Linked DNA regions of Mus musculus: regions 1 and 3 are each linked to region 2. The links are chromatin contacts, called in public Hi-C and HiChIP or PLAC-seq maps. All regions are on one chromosome and are shown on one strand. Each heading gives the region's core, a stretch centred on a gene start, on an enhancer-like site or on the middle of the called end of the contact. The rest is flanking DNA. Distances are from core to core; before and after follow the strand shown.

Region 1 (3,917 bases), core at 1,190-3,689, 320 kb before region 2:
TACATGAATCCAATAGGCAGTCACCACACGATTAAAAAACTTAAACGTAGCCAGGTGTGGTGGTGCATGCCTTTAATCCCAGCACTTGGGAGGCAGAGGCAGGTGGATTTCTGAGTTTGAGGCCAGCCTGGTCTACAGAGTGAGTTCCAGGACAGCCAGGGCTATATGGAGAAACTCTGTCTCGAAAAATAAAAAACAAAACAAAACAAAAAACCCAAAACCAAACAAAAACAAAAACAAAACAAAAAAACCCTTAAATGTTCACTGATGGGGAATGGCTAAATAAATTTTAGTATTTCTGTAGAACTGAATAACAAGAAACCATTAAAGAGTAATTATCTTATTGTCTCAGTACCACATGTAGAAATATTAATAGTTTTTAAAAGTATAAGAAAGTAATTTTACAATAAGTTATATATAGCATATATGATATAAAATAATCTGGAAGGTATTTTGAGTGGGAAAACCTAACAGCATCTTTTGGATACTATTACGTTCATGTTTTCATCTCTTTCATGATTCGTATGGTTCCCATACACTGAATAGTAATACATTTATCAGTAAATGATAAAACATACCAATGTAGAATTTTAGTAAGAAAACTGGTAGGAGCATGCCTTGTGGGAAGGCTTAACAAGTCGGTTAAGACACAATTCAGGGGAAGGCTTCTCGCTATATACCATCTACATGTTCCCAATGTCACAGGAGGCACATTATACATCAAAATACAGTTCTGCAAATGAATGTTTAATGTTTCCTTGTGCTTTCTAAAGTGGCAGAAATTTCTAATCAAAAAAAAAAGCAATCAGTGAGGGTAGTGTTAAATGATTTTTCACATACATAGAAATGTAAAAATACAATTTTGTTTGTTTGTTTGTTTGTTTTTGTTTTTCAAGACAGGGTTTCTCTGTATAGCCCTGGCTGTCCTGGATCTCACTTTGTAGACCAGGCTGGCCTCAAACTCAGAAATCCACCTGCCTCTGCCTCTGCCTCTGCCTCCCGAGTGCTGAGATTAAAGGCATGCAACACCACGCCCAGCGTAAAAATACAATTCTTAACATGTGTATAACATATGCATGTCATACTTACAAAGGTTATTTCACTCCACCTAAATAATGAAATTAGTATAAAAAAACATATCAAGGTCCAAATCAAGCAAAATTTAAGCTTAAGTGGCAGTTTCTTTTTCTCTAGACCTCAGAGGGAAAGTAGAAAACTCTAGAAATTGCTTCCTATAGAATTGGAAGAATTAAGAAATAAGGGAATGGATGTATAGCAAACGATAACAGAAAAAAAAAAATAAGAATCAGGCTAAATTTTACAATAGCAATCAAAAGGAAATGTTTTCTAAAAGGATTTTCCAGTTTTCTTTATTAGTGGTTTTAAGAAAAAACATCTTTTCTGACTTCTGAGATACCCTCTCAGGGTTCTGTATCTTTTGCTTACGCTGACTCTGGAGACTTTTCATGTAAAGCGGTCGGGAGCCGATCTTCTTTAAGCAAATCTTCTAAGTAAGCATCAATCTGCTGCGGGTCTCCTGCTGGACCACCCTGGAAGAGAGAAGCCACAGTCACTCCAGGAGGAGAGGCTCAGCTGTTATTCCTGTCACTCTGGAAGCCTCCTGCAGTCACCGTGGTGATTCATGAAGCAGCAACCCTACACCCCGTCTGATTAATACTCTTACCTTTGCAAATGTTTTCTCTCATTTCATCTTATTTTACGTTTACAAGTGGTTAAGGATTTGAATACTGTTTTCTTCTTCAGTGGAAGTCAGAGTTTTCCTCTTTCAAGAATTGGCTGAAGTGGTAGTGCTGACAAAGCCCAAATACAATTACTATGTGTGAAATCATTTAGCATAAATTATCTTTTTGCTCTTTAATAATGTAGCCTCTTAATCACTTACCGGATCACCAAAATGAAGAGGGATTTCTCCGTCTGGCAGCTAAAACCCCTTTCCATCTGGGCTTGGGGAACAGGAGATTGGGCTGGATAGTGGGGGAGAAGCCCCCTACCACCGGAGGCGAAGGTCCTCATGGCTCAAGTCCCCCACCCTCTCCATAGCTCTTCCTGGGTGAATGGAGGAGTGGGGACTGCCACCTGAGCTTGTGTGAAGTACTTTTTGTGTGTCTCGTTTTTACTCGATAGAGAAAGAATTCTTGGTGAAGCTGAAGATGAGGATATTAGAGAAAATGAACTCACGCACTTCAGCATGTTCACAACTTAAGACATGAGAAGGCTAAGCTGATTCCATGACAGACTTCAAATTGGCAGTTAAGGAGACGAGGCCTAAACACTTCGCAAGTCCAGGCAAGCCCAGGCAAGTCAATTACTAATAGAAAAAAAAAAAAAAAAAAAAAAAAAGCCCAGGCTCCAACGTCATGACCAGGTAATGGAGTGTCCCAGCCACCTGGCCTGAAGCAGTTTCCAGACTTCCTCAGCTACTTCCTCAGTAATGGTTCCCTCCACAGTACGTTCCCAGCTTCCCTACCCCCAACACCCTCACACACACACACACACACACACACACACACACACACAATGGAATATCCGTAGAGATGAATGCAACAGATTAACACAGAGGTCACCTGCCCTGGAATTCCCTAATGTGCTTTAAATCACATTTTAGGCCAGCAAGCTCACTTGGGTGTCTCTGTCTTGGTAATGGGAGACCCCAACATGCTGGATTTCTGCTGAATAAAACACTCTTGCATTTACATACTATTTGAGTCAGGGTATCATTCTTCATCGAATCATGAACCCTTACAGACAGAAACCCAGGCAGGCTGGATTCAACTCTGTCGTGATATATGGCAGATTTGCCTGTCTCTTTTCCAGCCCCTTCAAGGATAAAGCCACCCCAATTCTCCAAGTTTTCCATAAGGTCGGTCCCTGCCTTCTCACAGTGTGCGACGCTCAGGAAGACTTAGCTCATGACTTAAATCTAAAATACCACAGGCTCCTTAAACTCAGTTTTGACTCTGATTTCTCCATATATTTCTAGAATCCACAGAAAGCCTTTACAGCTTTGGCTACTATATTTAAGTTTTTGATATAACCAAGATTCCTATGTGCTATCTAGAAACTGGGCCACTCTTTATAGGTCTAGAGGGACATGGGAAAGGGGCATGATATACTGTGGGAAATTGCAGGCTGGTCTCCAGTCGAGCTGAGGTCTGAACCCCGATGGTCATAATTCACCTACATGACATGGTAGGGGTTCCCTCATGCTCCTGGAACTCCAGCCCCTGCCTAAGGTACCATCTCCCACAGTCCCCACAAGAGAAGCATGGTCAGTAGTCAAGTAAACAATGGCCCAAGCTTCTGACCTTCAGGCTAAACTCCTCCCCAGTTACCTAGCAACAGTGAAGACCTTAGAAAGGGGTGCTCAGCCCCCACCTCGCTCGCTTATTCCTTTGTCCTCTCACCTCTCTCTTATGTCACTTCTCTCTCCTCTTTCCTTTCTCTTTCTTCTTTTCTCTCTCTCTCTCTTCCTCCTTTCTACCTTCTCTCTTTCCCCTGCATTTCTATAATAAAGCTCTAAAACCATAGAGTCTCTGTTCTGCTCCTTCAAGTTCCACTGCGTACTCTGGTCAGTGTTGGGAACTTCTTTCCTCTTCCCTCTCTCCCACAACCCTGGTAGCTTTAGCAAAGTAGCTGGGGGGGGGGGGGTCCCCAGGCAGGGCTGCCTCTTGACTACCCCCTGAAGAGTCGGATAGAGGAATGCCCACCTAGGGATGAGTAGATAGGGTAGATAGTAGCCCTCCCACACCTGACTGACCAGAGAATAGGGAAACTCTGGCGGGGTGTGGGCATCTTTTCCTTTCCGTTATTCCCCAGGGCCCCAGGTTACCCCTTTTTTATTTTGTTCCCAACAATATACTAGAAAGAAAATGTATTTATAAAACTCATCACTATGT
Region 2 (4,082 bases), core at 1,355-3,854:
ATCCCCAGCCTCACAAAAACTTCACATAATGTCAAGAGTGTAATGGCAGCACCTACAGCCTAGGGCCAGCAGTTCACTCCATCCTCAGCTAAATAAAAAGTCTGATAGCAAGCCAGATGTGATGGAACACATCTTTAATCCTAGTACTTTGAAGGCAGAGTCAGGCAGCTTTCTAAGTTCGAGGCCAGCCTGTTCTACAGAGTGAGTTCCAAGCCAGTCAGGACTAAGCAGCAAAACTCAGCCTTGAGGGGGGAAAATTACTCAAAAATGAGCCCAAAAGTCTAGGTTTTGAAGCACTCCCCCACCCCTCACCCAGTTGTTTCTACAGAATCAAAAGAACCCCTTCTAAAATGCACCGCAAATCAGCATTGCTCCAGAACTCTACCTATGTGTCATTTTCTATACATAGCACACCCCAGTCCCCAGCTGCTCTGAGGCTAGCGTGGCATACCTTTCTTTGAAACACTGAGACTTTTTAAGAACTAATAGGCAGGTTTTGTGGTTGGTGTGTTCATTTTGGTCACTTATTTTAAGACCTCCACTGACACTCGATACACAATTGAAGACCTGGGACTTGATTTTCCTGTCTCAGCCTACGAAGTGTTGGGACTACAGGCTTTTGCTACCATGTCCTTTTAGTAAGCAAGATATTTAATATACTCTGCCTCTGCCTCCCAAGTGTTGGGATTAAAGGCACTGAGTCACCAAGTTAACCTTTTCTTAAAGAGAGTGTACCACTCTCAACCTTCCTATATGCTAGGCAAATGTCCAGCCCCCACAGCCCTGTCCTTTAACCTCAATTTTTTTTTTTTGGAAAAAGTCATACTACTGTGGATCAGTGTTTTTGAACTTCTGCCTAGCTGTGGGGTGACAGCTTCCCAGGTACCTTGCCCAATTCCCACCTTAAATAAAGCAGTTCACAGGGCTTAACAACTGAGATGAGTGGAATTTGAAAATCTCAGTGAGGTTTAAGAAGCCTGCCTGATATGGTGGTGTGCACCTTTAACCAGCTGCAGGGAGGTAAAACTGGAGGTGTGTTGGTGGGCGGAGGGAGTGGTCCTTGTATCAAAACTGTATACTTTATCTTGGCTTTCCAGAGTCTTACTGAGAAATCCATCTCAAACCTACACTATTTTCGCCAGGATTCTGACATTGGATGATAGATACCTGGTGGTGTGTGGTCTAAGGTTGAAGAAGAAACATTTGATTGCGTAGCGTAGTCTGTGTTTGGCTCCTCCTCCTCCTTAAAGGGGACCAGCGTTAAAATCACACTTTCTTCATCCAAGTTTTCCTCAGATTGGTTCTGCAAAGAGAAGCAGTGAGGGGTTTCTGCTGAATTCATTTACCATCAGAGTCTTAGTGTTGAAATAAAGAAGATAACCTCAGGAAGCAGGCGGCTGGGAACTACCAAACCACTGTGGAAGGGCTTTCTAAACGCTCAGAAAAGCAAGGCATCAACTAGAGAGTGACACCTCCTGGAGGAAGTTCCTGAAGATTTGGTCCCCTCCCCTTCCTTCTCCTATGGAAATCTCAACACCAATACTTCCAAACTAGAAATAAGGATTTCTTTTTCCATTTGTATAGCGCCTTATCAAAGTTCCCCAGACACAAATCCACTTCTGTTACCATAAAAAACACTGAGCTGGGGGTTAGGGGTGGGGACTAATGACAAAGGCCTTCAATCCCAGCACTTAGGAGGCAGAGGCAGGCAGATCTAGGCCAGCTTAATCTATGGAACAAGTTCCAGGAGAGCCAGTGAAACCCAGTCTCGAAAAACCAAATAACAACCACAAAACAAACAACGGTAACAACAAAAGCCAAAACAAACAAAACAAAAAAACAAGAACAAAAACCAAACGAAACGAACATGGTGAGGCCTAAAAGCAATATTGACAGGCTAGTGGTCCTTACCTGGCCCAGAATCACACAATCCGAGATGGGGAAACCCACCAACTAGGCATTAGAGGTATTGGGAACTGGTTACTTCTCCTTAGGGGGAAAAATGGCTACTTTGTTTTTTAAATGTAAATTATCAAAAATTTCCACTTAATTTCAGCTCACCTTCTCGGTAGATTTTAATCCTAGCTTCAGCCTTCCTAGTCTGAGACGATTTACTCCTTTAGCAAGGAAACAGTTTCATTTTACTCCCAGGAAATACATAGTGTCAAACGTGTGTGTGGGGGTGGGGGTGGGGGGGGGGGAGTGGAGTATCAAGCAGAGAGGGTTCCAAGATTGAGGCCTTAAACCCACGCAGTTCCTCGGAAGCCAGACAGGAGCCCTAGAGTGAAAAAGAACTCCCAAGAGAAAACCAATTCTCTTAGAGAATCAATTCTCTTACCTCGTTGAAAGTCTCCAGGCCGAAGTATGACATTTTCAGGCAGGCTTGGAAGAAGACAAAGGCAGCCGCTGAATGAATGCCGACTTCTTTTATAAGTAAATGACTGCTTCCTGTCTTCCTGTGGCCCAATTAAGCTCTTCCCCCTCCTCCTCTCTCCACCCTCTTCTCTTTGACGTGATTTTATCAGTTCTCTGGGTCTCAGTAGATAATTGATAGCAAAAAGCTGAGTTCTTAAGTAAATCAAAAGCCAGCCACACCTTCTCCTTTAAAAAATAAATAAATAAATAAATAAATAAATAAAATTAGTCTCGAGCTTTGTCCTCCTGGTAAATGTTTATAACCTCAGTGCTCCGGATGCAGAAATAGCAGCAGGAGGGTCATGACCTAGAGTTCTGACTGGAAGACACAGGAGGACCCTCCCTCAGGGTGGCGCATGCTAGTGATCCCAGTGCCGGGGAGGCTGAGCCAGGAAAGATGGAAGCTTAAACCTTCAAATTGGACGTTTTAAATCCAGGGCAAGACATGACAAGAGAGACAAGAGACCTAGAAATAATGAAAAACAAACCTTTCCACTCCTTCTGTGTTACAGAGTGTCTAAAAAAACAAATAAATAAGTAAATAAAATAATAGAAAGAAAGAAAGAAAGAAAGAAAGAAAGAAAGAAAGAAAGGACAGCCTAAAAAAAAAAAAAAAAAAGTAATCTTGCCAGGCCGGGGAAACAGTAGCACACGCCTTTAATCCCAGCATTTGGGAGGCAGAGGCAGGTGGATTTCTGAGTTCGAGGCCAGCCTGGTCGTCAACAGGGTGAGTTTCAGGACAGCCAAGGCTATACAGAGAAATCCTGTCTTGAAAAACCAAAGAAAGAAAAGAAAAAGAAAAAAGAAAAAGTAATCTTTAATTTATTGAGGAATTGTCTGGAAATCTAAATTACCAAGCTGTACCTATCTCCTGAATCACTTCTTTGAGGGTGTGTCCCAGGAATCTGTATTTCCATGATTCCCTCAGGTGTTTCTTGACAGTCTAGTAACACTGGTTCTAGAAGTAGGCCAATAATAGCAAATAACCCTTGCTCCGCCTTTGTGGGAGAGAAATTGAATAATGTCCAGGGAGTTATGGACAAGTAAGGACTCCTCATTCCCACATGGGTCTATATTCCTGCTTTGGATGATTAAGAAAGGGAACCTAGTTGCCTAAGGTTTGTGGTATTTGAGACAAAGCCCAGGTTGTCCTTGAATTTTTTGTTTGTTTTGTTTTTTCGAGACAGGGTTTCTCTTTGTAGTCCTGGCTGTCTTGGAACTCACTCTGTAGACCAGGCTGGCCTTGAACTCAGAAATCCGCCTGCTTCTGACTCCGGAGTGCTGGGACTAAAGGCGTGCGCCACCACGCCCAGCTGTCCTTGAACTGTTGACCATGCTTTTGCCTCAACCTCCCAAGTACAGAGATCACCACCCCTTTCACATGCTAGAGTTCTTTCTGAGTGAGACTTTCTGATGGTCCATTTGTGCATACACACAGGAAAACATCTATATGTAAAATTAAGTTTAAATTGGAATTTAAAAGACAAACAAGCCGGGTATGGTGGCGCACACCTTTAATCCCAGCACTCCGGAGGCAGAGGCAGGCGGATTTCTGAGTTCGAGGTCAGCCTGATCTACAAAGTGAGCTCCAGGACAGCCAGGGCTACACAGAGAAACCCTGTCTCGAAAACAAACAAACAAACAAACCAAAAAAAAAAAAAAAAAAG
Region 3 (4,166 bases), core at 507-3,006, 300 kb before region 2:
CCAAGGATGGCTGTGCTGACATTGGGCATTTTCGTCCATACTCTGAAGACTTCTGTTCCTCCCCGGAGCATTCTACAAACTCTACTTCCAAGGCTAATTGTTTTGCTTTCTCTCAAACTAAGTGGCCCTCAAGTTTCTTTCTGAGTCCTATTTCCAAATTCCCACGTTAAGACTAAGCACCTCAAAAGAAACCGAGAACCTCCTGTAACATATTTAGATATTAAGATACTGAACTGTAAGACATTACATACAACATAATGTATTGTGTCTCTGCAACTAACTAAAATTAGAACATCTCAACACCGACACATGTCAATATTTATCATGAAATGTGCTTTCCCTGAGGAGCCTCCAATTGCAAAAATGGCCAGTCATGATTTCATTGATGAACTAGCCTGCCTCCATCTTAGGCTGGAAAGCCATCTCATAGTACAGACAAACTAGATTCATTTCTGTTTATGATTAAACCTCTGTTTTTCAAAGATTGGGCTATATCCCACTTAGAACCTTAACTACAAACAGTTCTGCACTGTGTGTTCCAGGAAATGGCAGCCATGTTCTTGTTTCAAAATCATCTTGCGACCCTACCCCCACTGCTTCAGAAGGTTGTTATAACGACTTTATTCTGGCCACTTTGCAGTCATGTTTTTGTTTCAGGATGTCATTATGACTAACTTATGGTTATGTTCTGACCCTGTAATCCCGCCTATTTTGTCCATCAAATCTGCCTTTTAAAAAAACTCTCAGCCGGGTGTGGTGGCGCACGCCTTTAATCCCAGCACTCAGGAGGCAGAGGCAGGCAGATTTCTGAGTTCGAGGCCAGCCTGGTCTACAGAGTGAGGTCCAGGACAGCCAGGGCTATACAGAGAAAAAAAAAAAAGAAAAGAAAAAAGAAAAGAAAAAAAGAGGAAAGTGTCCCTGGAGAATAAAGACTCAGGCAGCAGCCAGAATGGCCATCTTTCCTCTCCACTTGGGGTTCACTTGCTGTAGACAGTTGACACCCAAAAATGTATTTTTCTTCCTAGGTTAGAGCACCTGTCCTTTTCAGTAAGCCACCTAAAAAAGGCCAAATTAGGCTAAGGGTGCTGGGGCATGCCTTTAAAACCAGCATTCCACTTACGGCACAGGGAAGAGATTCTGAAAGCACTCAAGGCCAGCCTGGTCTAAGGCTACATAGTGAGAGCTTGCCTCAAAAAAAAAAAAACAAAAAACAAAAAACAAAAAATGAACAAGAACAGAGGAGGCTGGGAGAAAGGGAGAATAAAAAAAAAAAAAAAAGAACAAAAGGCCAAATTAAAAGTAAAAAGTAAAACAAAACAAAGGATAAAAAGGAGATTTACTCCTTTAGCCAGCCACATTATGAAGGGGAACAAAGAGATCTGGTCACACCCCAAGCCCATCTCTGGGTTCCTGACTAAGGGTAGGCTTTAAAACAGGAAGCATGAACTAACTAAACACTCCAGCAAGGTACAGTACCCTGCCTCCTGCTGGGTCAGCCCTGAGTCTTTCCTTCAAGGTTCTCTGAAGAATTTTAAATCTTTCTCCAAGAGCAGAGAGTTCTCTCAGGAGATTTCTTCTAGGCTTTAACCATTTCCCCTCTTAGCAGGAGATTCCTAGGGAAGTTCAAATTTCCCGGAGTTCATCCTTTCTGATGGTCTAGAGGGGGAAGAAAAGAGTCTCTTCAGAATGTGTTTATTCCTGCTGGGCAGGCGAGCCAGTTACAGGATCACCTGCTCACTTTGTAAAGTCTCTCTGTCAGAAGACCTATAAGCCCGGACTATGTTGGAGAGCAGCACGGGTAACCAGCTGTGCAACACCTGATTTAAATGTTGCCAGGAAACTTGGGAACTGGATGGCATCATTAGGTTTCTTTCCTTCTCTTCCTTGGTGCCTTTGCCCCCGCTGGGTGCACATTATTGTCAAGGACTTAAGAAAGCTATCAGATAAGTAAATAGCCTTCTGTCAATTCAACAGGCTGTTTTTTTCCTCTTCATAGATAGTGTGTTGTTACAGGCCCCTCCCCTTCACACGTTCAGTTTTCCATTAAAGGTGAGTTTGTAGTGCAATCAAGCCCTAATGTGGTGTGAAGTTCAAAGTCCTGCGGTTTGCAGCCTATTTTCTAATGTATGCGAAAGATCTTTAATAAGCAAAACAATACATACTCAATATCAGGTGACAACCAATTCTGCAAAGAAAACCTAACAGATGAGCAAGAGGAACATAAGACCTTGCATAGCCGACCTAGCTGGTCTATGTTCTCTGCCCCTTTTCTTCTGTTTCTGCTTTGCAGCCACCTCCTCACACACCCCCCACACTCCCCACCTCCGTTAATATGTCAGCCGCCCTTGGATCTCAGGGGTCTTTGGCTCTCTCTGTCTGGTGACTTGGTTTTACTCCTGGATCCATCCTTTTTTTCTTGCCTCCATTCACTGCTGCCGTCTCTGAGCTACTTGAACACCTTACCTAAAATTACCATCCAAATATACACAACCAACAAAGATGTGCCTAGCCCTTCCCCTTGCCTCGGTTCCTCCTGAGCATGTAGAACCACCTACCATGCAACGTATTCACTTAGCCATCTTATGTCCCATCAGATCCTGCCCCTACATATCAGGTGCAACTGGAACCCCAGTTCCCCCAAAGCAGTGAAAAACCCCAAAATGACGGTCTTGGCTCAGCTCCAGCTGGACTAGGAATGCTGGCAGAAGCTCCCCTGCACAATTTCTCAGGGACCTGTAAAAATGGGTTTTCTGTCTGCCAAAAGGAGCCACTCCCTTATTGCCTCGTCTAAAGACTCCCTATACACACACACACACACACACACACACATCTGTTATGCATGTCAAAGCCCATGCTTAGCTTAGAACAAGGAGTGAGTGCTGCCATCACAACGTTCCCTCTGCCAGATCCCCAATATCTAGGTCAATAGTTAACAGCATACAAAATCTTGAATAGACATGTGTGCTCTTTGATAATAGTGGTAGGGTCTGTGCAAAATGAAGTCCAGGAATTAGAAACCACAAAGGAAAGCTTGGGTTTACACTCTTTTCTTCTTGCCTGTTTTGTTTTGTTTTGTTTTGTTTTGTTTTGCTTTTACAGAACTTTCGGTACCTGATATCATGTTCCATTTTTCTATTTTTGTTCAATTAGTACTTACTAGAGTGTTGGAAGGCAAGGAAAGGAATGAGGAGACATGTTGGGGAGCAGATGTGGAAAGGTGATAGGGGATTTTCAGAGAGGAAACTAGAAAGGGGCTAGATAGCATACGAAATGTAAATGAAGAAAATATCTAATAATAATAATATTTTTTTAAAAACTCCAAAGATGCAGAATTACTCAGGGACCTGTAAAAATGGGATTTCTGTGTGCCAAAAGGAGCCTTATTGTCTCGTCTACAGACTCCCTACACACATATATCTGTTATGCTTGTCACAGCCCGGCTCAGTTCATCTGGAGTACTGGAGCCACAGCAAGGACATTGAGTTTTGTCTGAGAATGAGGAATTATTAGAAAAGTCAGGGTAGGAGAAGCGCTTAAGACAACTTAGACTTCAAGTGAGACATTCATGGTTTTAAGACTGGTGGAGGCCAAGAAGAATATTAAGATTTTTTGTTTGGTTGGTGTTTTGTTTTGTTTGGTTTTGTTTTGTTTTCGAGACAGGGTTTCTCTGTGTAGCCCTGGCTGTCCTGGAACTCACTCTGTAGACCAGGCTGGTCTCAAACTCAAAGATCCACCTGCCTCTGCCTCCCAAGTGCTGGGATTAAAGGCGTGCGCCACCACTGCCCGACGAATATTAAGATTCTTAATGAGGCTTCTGTAGTTGCTCTAGAAGAGATGATGCTGGCCAGAGTGGTCACTGTGGAGGCAACAAAACAGCAACTCAACTCAGAAAGTCTGACTCAACCAGACTGGCTTTGTGCAAAATGCAGGGTTTAAAGGCTAGACACAGTGTCTCTTCGGGAAGGAACACAAAAACCCCCTCTCTCGGAATTCTTTCTTCTTTCCTGTAGGCTTCTCTGTCTCAATGATCCCTTAGCAAATAATTGTTTTATTCTCCTCCACCTCTCACTGTACAACTGAAACCACAGAAGGGCAAGCTACCACATCTTATGCACACAGTGCCTTCATCAGCCCCCACCCTCCACCTTCCACGCTTGCTCTAGATA

Evidence for each region. A called contact is a pair of places that touch in the nucleus more often than the background predicts. HiChIP or PLAC-seq counts read pairs in DNA pulled down with a chosen protein or histone mark.
Region 1: a Hi-C map of embryonic stem cells shows a contact between it and region 2, with 2.8 times the contacts expected there. The contact joins the enhancer-like site here to the promoter of Dppa2 in region 2. A contact is called at or near these places in 1 of 39 promoter capture datasets (embryonic stem cells), 1 of 484 Hi-C or Micro-C datasets (embryonic stem cells), 2 of 115 datasets of contacts at active chromatin or transcription factors (both in embryonic stem cells) and 2 of 9 other capture datasets (embryonic stem cells and liver).
Region 3: an H3K27ac HiChIP or PLAC-seq map of embryonic stem cells shows a contact between it and region 2, with 20 read pairs. The contact joins the enhancer-like site here to the promoter of Dppa2 in region 2. A contact is called at or near these places in 6 of 39 promoter capture datasets (cranial neural crest, embryonic stem cells and hippocampal neurons), 5 of 484 Hi-C or Micro-C datasets (all in embryonic stem cells), 11 of 115 datasets of contacts at active chromatin or transcription factors (all in embryonic stem cells) and 1 of 9 other capture datasets (pancreatic islet).

The regions. Positions count from the first base shown.
Region 1 is chr16:48,628,338-48,632,254 of GRCm38.p6, reverse strand. Morc1 (microrchidia 1) reads right to left here. Exons shown (of 27, transcript NM_010816.1): 27 at 1,350-1,550. The coding sequence ends at 1,443. Among named protein-coding and RNA genes, the nearest start is that of Gm41458, 16 kb to the right of the region's middle. Within about 2 kb of position 2,439, at least 9 of the 459 cell types and tissues checked have an H3K27ac peak or open chromatin away from gene starts, as enhancers often do. A contact at or near this core is called in embryonic stem cells, where this site is marked.
Region 2 is chr16:48,308,796-48,312,877 of GRCm38.p6, reverse strand. Dppa2 (developmental pluripotency associated 2) reads right to left here and starts at 2,604. Exons shown (of 7, transcript NM_028615.1): 1 at 2,339-2,604; 2 at 1,168-1,303. The coding sequence starts at 2,371.
Region 3 is chr16:48,604,116-48,608,281 of GRCm38.p6, reverse strand. The region is part of intron 20 of Morc1 (microrchidia 1); the gene reads right to left. All of the region lies in intron 1 of Gm41458 (a long non-coding RNA gene), which reads left to right. Among named protein-coding and RNA genes, the nearest start is that of Gm41458, 7.6 kb to the left of the region's middle. Within about 2 kb of position 1,756, at least 16 of the 459 cell types and tissues checked have an H3K27ac peak or open chromatin away from gene starts, as enhancers often do. A contact at or near this core is called in embryonic stem cells, where this site is marked.